2 separate regions of the Salvelinus alpinus genome follow, and region 1 is linked to region 2. The links are chromatin contacts, called in public Hi-C maps. All regions are on one chromosome and are shown on one strand. Each heading gives the region's core, a stretch centred on a gene start, on an enhancer-like site or on the middle of the called end of the contact. The rest is flanking DNA. Distances are from core to core; before and after follow the strand shown. Region 1 holds the start of LOC139560628 (dystrobrevin alpha-like). Region 2 holds the start of LOC139560454 (RING finger protein 11-like).

Region 1 (5,307 bases), core at 286-2,785, 230 kb before region 2:
TGCTGAAGCGTGTTGCACGTAAAAATGATCTGTCCTCGGTTGCAACACTCACTACCAAGTTCCAAACTTCCTCTGGAAGCAATGTCAGCACAAGAACTGTTCGTCTGGAGCTTCATGAAATGGTTTTCCATGGCCGAGCAGCTGCACACAAGCCTAAGATCACCATGCGCAATGTCAAGCATCGGCAGGAGTGGTGTAAAGCTAGCCGCCATTGGACTCTGGAGCGCGTTCTCTGGAGTGATGAATCACACTTAACCATCTGGCAGTCCGACGGACGAATCTGGGTTTAGCGGATGCTAGGATAACACTACCTGCCCGAATGCATAGTACCAACTGTAAAGTTTGGTAGAGGAGGAATAATGGTCTGGGGCTGTTTTTCATGGTTCGGGCTAGGACCCTTAGTTCCAGTGAAGGGACATCTTAACGCTACAGCATACAATGTCATTCTAGACGATTCTGTGCTTCCAACTTTGTGGCAACAGTTTGGGGAAGGCCCTTTCCTGTTTCAGCATGACAATGCCCCTGTGCACAAAGCAAGGGCCATACAGAAATTGTTTGTCGAGATCGGTGTGGAAGAACTTGACTGGCCTGCACAGAGCTCTGGCCTCAACCCCATCGAACACCTTTGGGATGAATTGGAATGCTGACTGCGAGCCAGAACTTATCACCAAACATCAGTGCCCGACCTCACCAATGCTCTTGTAGAACATCTTGTGGAACATCCAATGGAAAGCCTTCCCAGAAAAGTGGAGGCTGTTATAGCGGCAAAGGGGGGACCCAACTCCATATTAATGTCCATGATTTTGGAATGAGATGTTTGACAAGCAGGTGTCCACATATTTCTGGTCATGTAGTGTACCAAACTGTTGGTTGATGATGCCATAACAGTTTTACAAACGAGCCATGATAGCCATGTCAATGACTTGGTTACTTTAATTACAATGGATCCTGCTCAGCTCTGGTGTATTTCAGAAAGAACTGAGAAACACTATGATTGACAGTGTGAAATACCAAGAGCATCATTTGTCAACATTTCTTGTCAAACACACATGATGAGTGAAGAAAGGCAACAACAGGCTGTATATGACAGATTTATATGCACATCCATTGCGATAACCTGTATCCCGTTATGACAGAGGCACTACAAATGAGGCATAATAACCGTAACCCCCAAATTGTCAATCCTTCAATTCTAACAGTTGACATGCAATTTGCCTCGGGATTAAAACAAATCTCGATCTCACTAGTTCCTATGCAGTAACTTGGATTTTACACGAGTGATAATAAGGTCGTTCCAGTGCACTTGTGCTGTCTATACTTACCAGGATTTCGAGGAATAAAACTGCATTGTTTACATCCAGGATAGACGTGTCAGCCGTGTCCATAGATGTGATTACGATTAATTTAGGTCAATTGTACATTACCCCTAGAACGGTCTATTCCTGTTATTACGAACGCCTTTTGCAGTGGTGATGTGATGGAAATTTTCGAGTAGCGCAACCCAGCATTTGCCTCGAGTACGTGTGGCTTCTGCCGATGACGTAATGCGGAATCTCTTCACTTGCGTCAGTGTATTCTTTACAAATGTTGAAGTTGACAAAATAAACATACAAATACATATTGATTCAGCCATATACGTACTGTATAAACCCATGAATACAATGCACAGGAAGGATAAGTGCAGTCTGTGAAACCAAACCACATCTAAAATAAAAAAAATGGTGAGAAACTGATGAGAGAAATCTGCATCACATCAAAGTCTTTATAGTAACCTATATGGCCAGTAAATAAGAAGTCTCAACAATTTGGTGTTGTCTGTCTGGGAGTGTATTACACTGGACTGCCCTGTCTCTGAGTTGTACTAGTCAGTGCTGACTGCTTGTGGGGTCTGTAGAAACAATCCCCATCTGATATATACATTTTTTTAATGGTGAGAAACTGATGAGAGAAATTTGCATCACATCGGAGTCAGATAGGCACAGTTTAGAAATGAACAAATAAGACAAAACATTCTCCTCATGCATAGCCTGGGAAGCCGTTAGTGGGAGCTATTGATCTTCACTATCATCTGCGCTATGTGACCAGCAGGTAGTACGCTGGTGGCCCCCGTCGACCGGTTCGTACAGAAAACATCCTCCATTCAGAATGCAAAGGCATCGGTTTCCTCCTTAACTAGCTTTAATTGCGTGCCGCTGTTGGGAAAAAAACTGAAAAAATGTGCATAATGTCTTAAGAAAACACAATTTTCCACCACCATGCTAGAGTGGCTAATGCTACTTCATGATGTTGGCCACCTTGTCAACTAAGGGTAAACAACCGACTGCTGCAACCTGATTGGCTGAACGCGGTATGAAACATTCTGAAGTTGTCCAAAAATCGGAAAATGGTGGTGGGAAAGTATGTTTTATTAATACAGTACGCACATTCAAAAAGCAATCACGCGGCACACCATTAAAGCAAGTTAAGGAGGAAACCGATGTATTTGCAGCCGGAATAGAAAATGCTTTACGTACGAACCGATCGTCCAAAATCCATCTCGCTCTATTTTCTCCCACTGCCGGCCACTGGGCTTCCTACAACCACCATATTTGGTAAAGAGAGGAAACGCCAACCGGATGCTTCAGATTTATGCATCCGGTGAAACATCTGGATTGTTCTAGGCTGGGCACATTAAACCCAGACAATAGTCGAGATCCATAGCCCACACTAGGCTGCACAGGCTACCTCACACAGATAGAGAGGATGCAGAGGACAACAAAATAACACTTTCCTCACTACAGACACCCTGGTTTGAATCCAGGCTAAATCACAACTGGCCGTGATTGGGAGTCCCATAGGGCGGCGCACAATTGGCCCAGCGTCGTCTGGGTTTGGCCCGGTGTAGGCTGTCATTGTAAATAAGAATAAGAATTTGTTCTTAACTGACTTGCCTAGTTAAATAAAGATAAAAATATAGTTTACGCTACTTTGTCACGCTCTGGCCTGTCACATCATCGGGAGAAAGCGGGGAGGGAGGAGCGCCCTTCTCAAATCTAACGTAATCTATGCAGCTTGGTCAAATTGCCGACAAGGCAACATGGGGCATCATCTTTTCCAAAAACGAAATGTTAGACTTTTCAAAATAGTTTCCATTGGGAAGGCAGATAAAGCGTTTTCATCAAAAGCAATCACTTTTGAAAACACAGAATCATACTCATTACTACACGTGCTTAATTACGTCACTTCTGTTTTGAACCGACTTTGCAGTCGGACAGAGTGGGGCACCTGACTCACCCCCAGGAGGCAGTCCGGTTCCAAATCGAATGCAATTAACTTTCAGCCAGTGCAAAACACATCTACACGGGCGCCGGTGCGAGATTAATCAAACTCCTTCACTGGCAGCCCAATTATGGGCTGCGTTCAGAACAGAAAGGGGTTGGGTGGTGGGTTGGGAACGCTCTGCTGCCCTCTAAATACCATCACTCATTGCTTCAAGCCACACCCCACCACAACCACAAAACGGAGCAAACGTACCTCAAAGTCTGTTCAAGAACGTTGAAGAACGTTTTTGTAAAATGTGTCTTTCAGCAAAAACGTCATGCAACGTAGAAAGCGATTAATCAAACTGAACACACCCCTGATTTTTTTGCCTGCCTAATTATTCGCAAAATATCTACACTGATTGGTCAAAGAAACAATTATTGGCAAAAAAATATATATAATAATTAGGCTGCCTGTGTAAATGCAGCCCTTCAGTCACATTGAATAATCCTTTTCCAGTTTCTGTGTGCTTGTAAAGTAGTAATTGTAAGTATTCTCAGTACAACCTACTTGGTGGGTGTTTGGAGTGGACTTGGAGACAGCCAGCAGATGTAGTTCCCGGGTGACAAAAAAATGTATGTGCCACCCTCCCCCTGCACCTGTACTGTCTCTGCCTTCTAGATGATAGCGGGGTGAACAGGCCGTGGCTCAGGTGGCTGAGGTTCTTGATGAGCTTCTTGGCCTTCCAGTGACACTGGGTGCTGTAGATGTCCTGAGGTCAGGCAGTATGCTCCCGGTGATGCGTTGGGCTGACCTAACCCCCTGAAGTCCACTATCAGCTCCTTTGTTTTGATGACGTTGAGGGAGAGGTTATTTTCCTGGCACCACTCCGCCAGGGCCCTCAACTCCTCCCTGTAGGCTGACTCGTCGTTTTTGCTAATCAGGCCTACCACTGATGTGTCGTCAGCAAACTTGATGATTGAGTTGGAGATGGGTGAAAAGTTAGTTCAGGAGAGAGCTGAGGATGCATCCTTGTGGGGCCCCCATGTTGAGGATTAGCATGGCAGAAGTGCTGTTGCCTACATTCACCACCTGGGGTCTGCCCGTCAGAACACCTTCTTTTTGACTGATGACTGACATAAGGGCTTGTATGTGATAGCCCTATCTGGCTTATATGATTATGATGGTCATAATGATTCTTGACAGTGTCATAAAGGGTATTTTCTACATGTTATTTAAATTATGATGGAAAAAAAGATGACCTTAAATAATTCCTTACAACAACAAGAAAGGACTTAAGAAACAGACTTTCAAACAAAAGGAAACTTCTTGGCAGAGAAAAAACATTTAAATAAATGTGGGTTTTGGCACTCTTATGTAGGTGTCATAACCAGCCATAAAATAACACAATATATATCACAACAGGTGTAAATATATGTGTTATGACCATATAATGACATGTTATGACAAGTTATGTCAGCTGTTATGACATATTATGTAATGGTTATGACCATGTCATAAAGTGTTATGATGCTGGGTGTCAAGTAAAGTGTTACCGAAGTTGTAGTGGGTCTAGGGTGTCAGGTACTTACTTAATGACTTTATTGTCCCCATGGGGAAATTTTGTTGCAGTGTCATGTACACATTTAAAGTGGCGTTTAAATACAAAACAAATTGACAATGCAACTTTCATAACAGTTACATACCAATAAAAAGAGACTAGCCTGCTGGTCTTACTGGGTCGGTAGGAACATTAACCTGAGCTATTTAGGAGGGATATCACACCTGGCACAAATGATTGTCTAGTTCTGTTTTTCCTGCTGAGGGTTGCCCTATACCTGCGCCCAGATGGGAGTAGTTCACAGTCCGGGTACAGAGGGTGGCTTGGGTCTAAAATTATTTTATGAGCTTTGCGGAGGGCCCTGACCTTAAAGATCTCATCCAGGCCTGTCTGTTTGACTCCAAGTACCTTGCTTGCTGTGGTGATAATCCTTCTCAGCATATTTCTCTGGTTGACAGTGGTATTGCCAAACCAACAAACAATATTTTTTTTTTTATAAAACTCTA
Region 2 (5,517 bases), core at 437-2,936:
GATTATCTTGGCAAAGGATAAATATTCTCTAACAGGGATGTAAAGAAATTTGTGCACAACATTTGAGAGAAATAAGCTTTTTGTGCTTATGGAAAAATTCTGGGAACTTTTATTTCAGCTCATGAAATATGGGACCAACACATGTTGTGTTAATAATTTTGTTCAGTATATATACACTACCGTTCAAAAGTTTGGGGTCACTTAGAAATGTCCTTGTTTTTTAATTAAAGCACATTTTTTGTCCATTAAAATAACATCAAATTGATCAGAAATATAGTGTAGACATGGTTAATGTTGTAAATGACTATTGTAGCTGGAACTGGCAGATTTTTTATGGAATATCTACATAGGTGTACGGAGGCCCATTATCAGCAACCTTCACTCCTGTGTTCCAATGGCACGTTGTGTTAGCTAATCCAAGTTTATCATCTTAAAAGGCTAATTGATCATTAGAAACCCCTTTTGCAATTATGTTAGCACAGCTGGAAACTGTTATGCTTATTAAAGAAGTAATAAAACTGGCCGCCTTTAGACTAGTTGAAAATCTGGAGCATCAGCATTTGTGGCTTCGATTACAGGCTCAAAATGGCCAGAAACAAAGAACGTTCTTCTGAAACTCGTCAGTCTATTCTTGTTCTGAGAAATGAAGGTTATTCCATATGAGAAATTGCCAAGAAACTGAAGATCTCGTACAACGCTGTGTACTACTCCCTTCACAGACCAGCGCAAACTGGCTCTAACCAGAATAGAAAGAGGAGTGGGAGGCCCCGGTGCACAACTGAGCAAGAGGACAAGTACATTTGAGTGTCTAGTTTGAGAAACAGACGCCTCACAAGTTCTCAACTGGCAGCTTCATGAAAGGTGAGTAATTGCATTTCTGATGTCCAGAAGCTCTTTTCGGTCATAAGAGATGGTAGCAGCAACATTATGTTCCAAACAAGTTACGAACAACGCAAAAAAAAGAAAACAAACTAGCAATAGTTCTTCCTGGCTGTATGAAATAACACTATCCTGCCGATAGAGTGTATATAATCGCAAATCTAATATAGATTTTCTGGGCTAGCAATGTAAGAAATAATACTGCAAAGTTTCCTATTGACTAGAAGCGAGGCAGCCCTCTCTGTCGGCACCATCAGCACTTAATGATTCTCTACCCTATACTCTACACTACACTATACTTAATTGTTTTGTTACATAAACTGAAATTAGGTGAACTATTAGAATTTTTGCATTGAAGAAATGGCGGAGCGATTTCTGCATAGTGCATCTTTAATTATTAAGCAAGTGAGGAGTTTTTGAGAGAGTGTGGAATTTAGTTGAGAAAAAAATGAAAAGTTTTTTTGATACCTGAGGCTTATTTGATCTAATAAAAGTTAAGTAATGCTTAGGTTGTTATGAGCATACTGATAATAAGTGTGATGCACGTGACATTCTGGTAAACTGAGAAAAAACACAATTCATTGAATTGTCCCTGTTGAAATTCAAGGCATCTATGCATATTCATGAGGCTAGAATAGCATCTCACTCTCCATTGAATACAGGCGGTTGACGTCAACTCCCTTATCGAATATTGAAAATATATTCAAATAACGAGATGTATCTACCAATCCAGAGAGGAATGGGCGGGAGCTTGACATCCCGCTGTTCCGCTCTATGGACAGCGAATCCCATTGTTAGGGCGGAGTCACAAGCATCTTGTCATTTTGTCCAGGATCTCTGATAACATTGCTAGCCAGACAGTTATTAGTGAATTTTTTTCGCGAAGTCAGTGGTCGATATTTGTGCAAAATATTCATTTTCTATCGCTTGATGTTGTTATGGTAGTTGCTTTTTAAGCGAACGTTTTACATTTCAAATCGTAGACCGAGGAATGAGTGATTTTCATTTAGGAATAACATGTCGATAACATTAGCTAGCTAGGCGAAGTAGCTAACGTTAGCTACTGTTATTATCTAGCTCTTTGTTTTGACTGTGATGGTCTGATGATGTTGAATAGCTTGGACAGCTGCTGGGGGCTCGATATAGTATTCGTATGAACAGACATATTATATTTTAATGGGTTGTTAAACAGTAGTTAATGTGTAATACCGTTACTTCTGTAACGAGTGGAGGATACATGTGGTTGTAAACTAACAATAGTAAGTTTACAAGCTAGCTACTATAGCTAGCTAAACAACGAGGGGCTGAGAAGAGGACATGGGAAATTGTCTCAAATCGCCGACGTCGGACGATATATCTTTGCTTCACGAGTCTGACAGAGGAAGTTATGGGGACGCAGACGCGGATTTGGAGCCACCTCCGCCTTACCAGGTCAGACTTAATATTAACTTAGCTAGATAGTTTTATTAGTTATTTAGCTAACAAACGTTAGTAGGGTGAAGTAGGGTTATGATAATTGACAGAATTATGCAAAACCCAGGGTAGGGGTCAAAGGCATTTAACATCTTGGGAATCTGGTCAAAACATTTTCTGATTATTTAGCTAGCTGGTTGATGTATTTTCTTTTGTACTCTTCCAGACCATTTATGACTCATTCATCTAGCTCGGTAACGTTATAGTTTAAAGTTGCTGTCAAATGTATAGTTTCAATTTGCCTTCAGATTAGTCCGAATGAAAGATTTAAAGACCAGGGGAAATAATAGGTTTTGAATATTTTGATATATATATATTTTTTAGTCAGTTAAGCACGAATTCTTATTTACAATGGCGGCCTACCCCGGCCAAACCTGGACAAGGGCCAATTGTGCTCAGCCCTATGGGACTCCCAGTCACGGCCAGATGTGATACAGCCTGAATTCGAACCAGGGACTGTAGTGACACCTTAGACTATGCAGTGCCTTAGACTACTGCGCCACACGGGAGTCCATAGTGCATTAAAATTATTATTTTCATAGCTAGGTATTGCAACTGATTATGGGTCTGAGTTTTCATATTACAATAGTTTAACAAACCCAGTTACACAAAGGAAAAAACACACACGCAGCACTTTTGTTGCCCAAATGCTTTTAAATCTCACAAAAGTGTTCCTTTTGCCAATAATGTCCATAATGGGCAGTTTTTGTCAACTGCTTTATCCACGGCAGGGTGGATAACAGTACAACAGTATCTATGGGCTTAAAAAGCCTAAATGAAAAAACTTTAGCTGACATGAAATTTCTGACAAGTTAGAAATAGCTCTCTAAGGTATGCAATGACTAACATGACAAGAGGAACTGATGATGCACTGCCCAATTTCAGAATTGCACCTTGTGCATTCTACTATTACAACTAGGTGTCATCTGGCATCAACTTTATCAATTGAAACCAATATAAGCCCAGCCACTCTTATAGGCAGGGTGAAACCGAGCTAGGAGGGGTGCCCATCCCACCTCACCCATACAGTGATTGATAAAACACTGGGTTGTGCGATCAGTCCAGTTGAGTTGGCATGTGTATTGACTCTCCTCTGTATGTGTGTCTTTTCTCCAGGAGCAGGCTCACATGCCGGTGTACCACCCCACCCCCAGCCAGGCCCGCCTGGCCACCCAGCTGACTGAGGAGGAGCAGGTCCGTATCGCCCAGCGTATCGGCCTCATCCAGCATCTTCCCCGGGGCGTCTATGACGGAGGCCGGGACGGCTCCGAGAAAAAAATCAGAGAGTGAGCATCTGCATACCACTGTTTTTATTCTTTGATATTATATATTGATATAATTAGTTTACCACTGTTTTTATTCTCTGATGTTATTGATAAAGATCACTGATCATGTGACCTAACTAGGTAAAATTTCGGCCCTAGCTGTAACATTTAACTGTGTGTTTAACATAACTAGTGCCCATAGTTTTTTCTGGTCAGGTAATGTGCTCAGGAAAAATATACGACAGACTCTAATCAAAACTACTATTCATAATTGTATATAACCCATTTTCTAGGTGTGTGATATGTATGATGGACTTTGTGTACGGGGACCCCATCCGGTTCCTGCCCTGTATGCACATTTACCACATGGACTGTATAGATGACTGGCTGATGAGGTCCTTCACCTGCCCCTCCTGCATGGAGCCTGTGGATGCTGCCCTGCTTTCCACCTACGAGACCAACTGACCCCTAAGACAACCCTACCCCATTATGATGAGCTCCGCCTAGCCGCACCCCTACAAACACACACACACACACACACACACACACACACACACACACACACACACACACACACACACACACACACACACACACACACACACACACACACACACACACACACACATTCTACAACCATCACAGACTTCTTACAGCGCCACCTCCACCAGCCCCAACAAATACATACACACGCTGCCCTCCTCCCCTCCGCTTTTAACTTTGGGATAAAAAGTAGCATGGTGTCTTGGTCGGTGATGACATAGAGAGAGAGACTATGCGAACACTAGTGATTAACAATGAAAAGACTTTGACCCATCCACCCATCACCTGGATCTGGCTCTGAACTGAACTGAACAGGCTGAGTCATGGAGGACATAGGAGGACAAGCATGCAAAATATGTTTGTGTGTCTGTGGTGGACTGGGTTCCTGAGCCAGCTGTTGAATACAGTAGGCCTGGGTTGGTGATGTTATGGTGGGAAGGAGGGGGAGGGGGCTGTTACACTGCATTTCCACTTGAGCAGGTCTCGGTGGTATCCCATCCCAGCAAATTGTTCACCATGATTAGTAGTTGGGAATGGGATTGGATAATTCTCTGTAGTCTGAATTTGGCCACCAGGAGGTATCCTATCAGATTCCTTTAAAAGCCACAGCTGGCAACACGATGACATGACTTATCTGTCTTCTAAAGTCTCCAAATCCTGCACTCTGAATATGGCTTAGTAAGGGTAAAAAAGCCCCAGGAAAGCCGGCATGGTGGCGTAATATTAGGTATCTCTCTATGGACTGAAGCTTACCCTGTTTTAGTGTTACAGTTGCAAAGTAAAATAAGTTACAGAGCATAGTATTCTTTAGGCTTACAACAATGTAACTATGGTATGCACATACACAGTGCAGAAATCACCCAAAGTCCATCCTTTATTAGACTATATACTACATGCATTAGCTTTTGTTTTGCCATTCAGATTTACCATTCGAAATAGCTCCACTGCCATTCCGAATGGCCTAAAGAAGTGTATGAGCTGTATGTCAGTCACCCTGTGTAAGGTTAATATGTTTTACTTTTAGAGGATTAACATAGCTGTCAGCCAATGTAAAGGGCTCATTTGTGCATGTGGTGGAGGATCAGTCTAGAAGTTAGGAATGCTTGCACACACATTAAATCTGATCCCGAGATTTGCACTTTAGTTATAGGACATTAACGGAAGCATTATGTTAATATATATATATATCTATAACCTTGCACTTTTCAATATTATTTATTATTTTTGCAGCACAGAAGTTAGGATTGATATTGATAATGGTATCAATGCTACCATTGGTCACTTGTCACATTAAAGAAAAGCTCAATAGCTGAATATACATTCATGAATTGTGTGATTCAGTAGAGTGAGTCTCTGC

The links. Hi-C and Micro-C count contacts between places; a contact is called where the count stands out from the background.
Region 1: a contact with region 2 is called in a Hi-C map of red muscle, with 12 times the contacts expected there. The contact joins the promoter of LOC139560628 here to the promoter of LOC139560454 in region 2. A contact is called at or near these places in 2 of 3 Hi-C or Micro-C datasets (muscle and red muscle).

Annotation. Positions count from the first base shown.
Region 1 is chr30:32,753,309-32,758,615 of SLU_Salpinus.1, reverse strand. LOC139560628 (dystrobrevin alpha-like) reads right to left here and starts at 1,535. Exons shown (of 23, transcript XM_071377565.1): 1 at 1,323-1,535.
Region 2 is chr30:32,518,256-32,523,772 of SLU_Salpinus.1, reverse strand. It overlaps LOC139560454 (RING finger protein 11-like), which reads left to right and starts at 1,686. Exons shown (of 3, transcript XM_071377252.1): 1 at 1,686-2,310; 2 at 3,469-3,638; 3 at 3,911-5,480. The coding sequence starts at 2,197. The coding sequence ends at 4,082.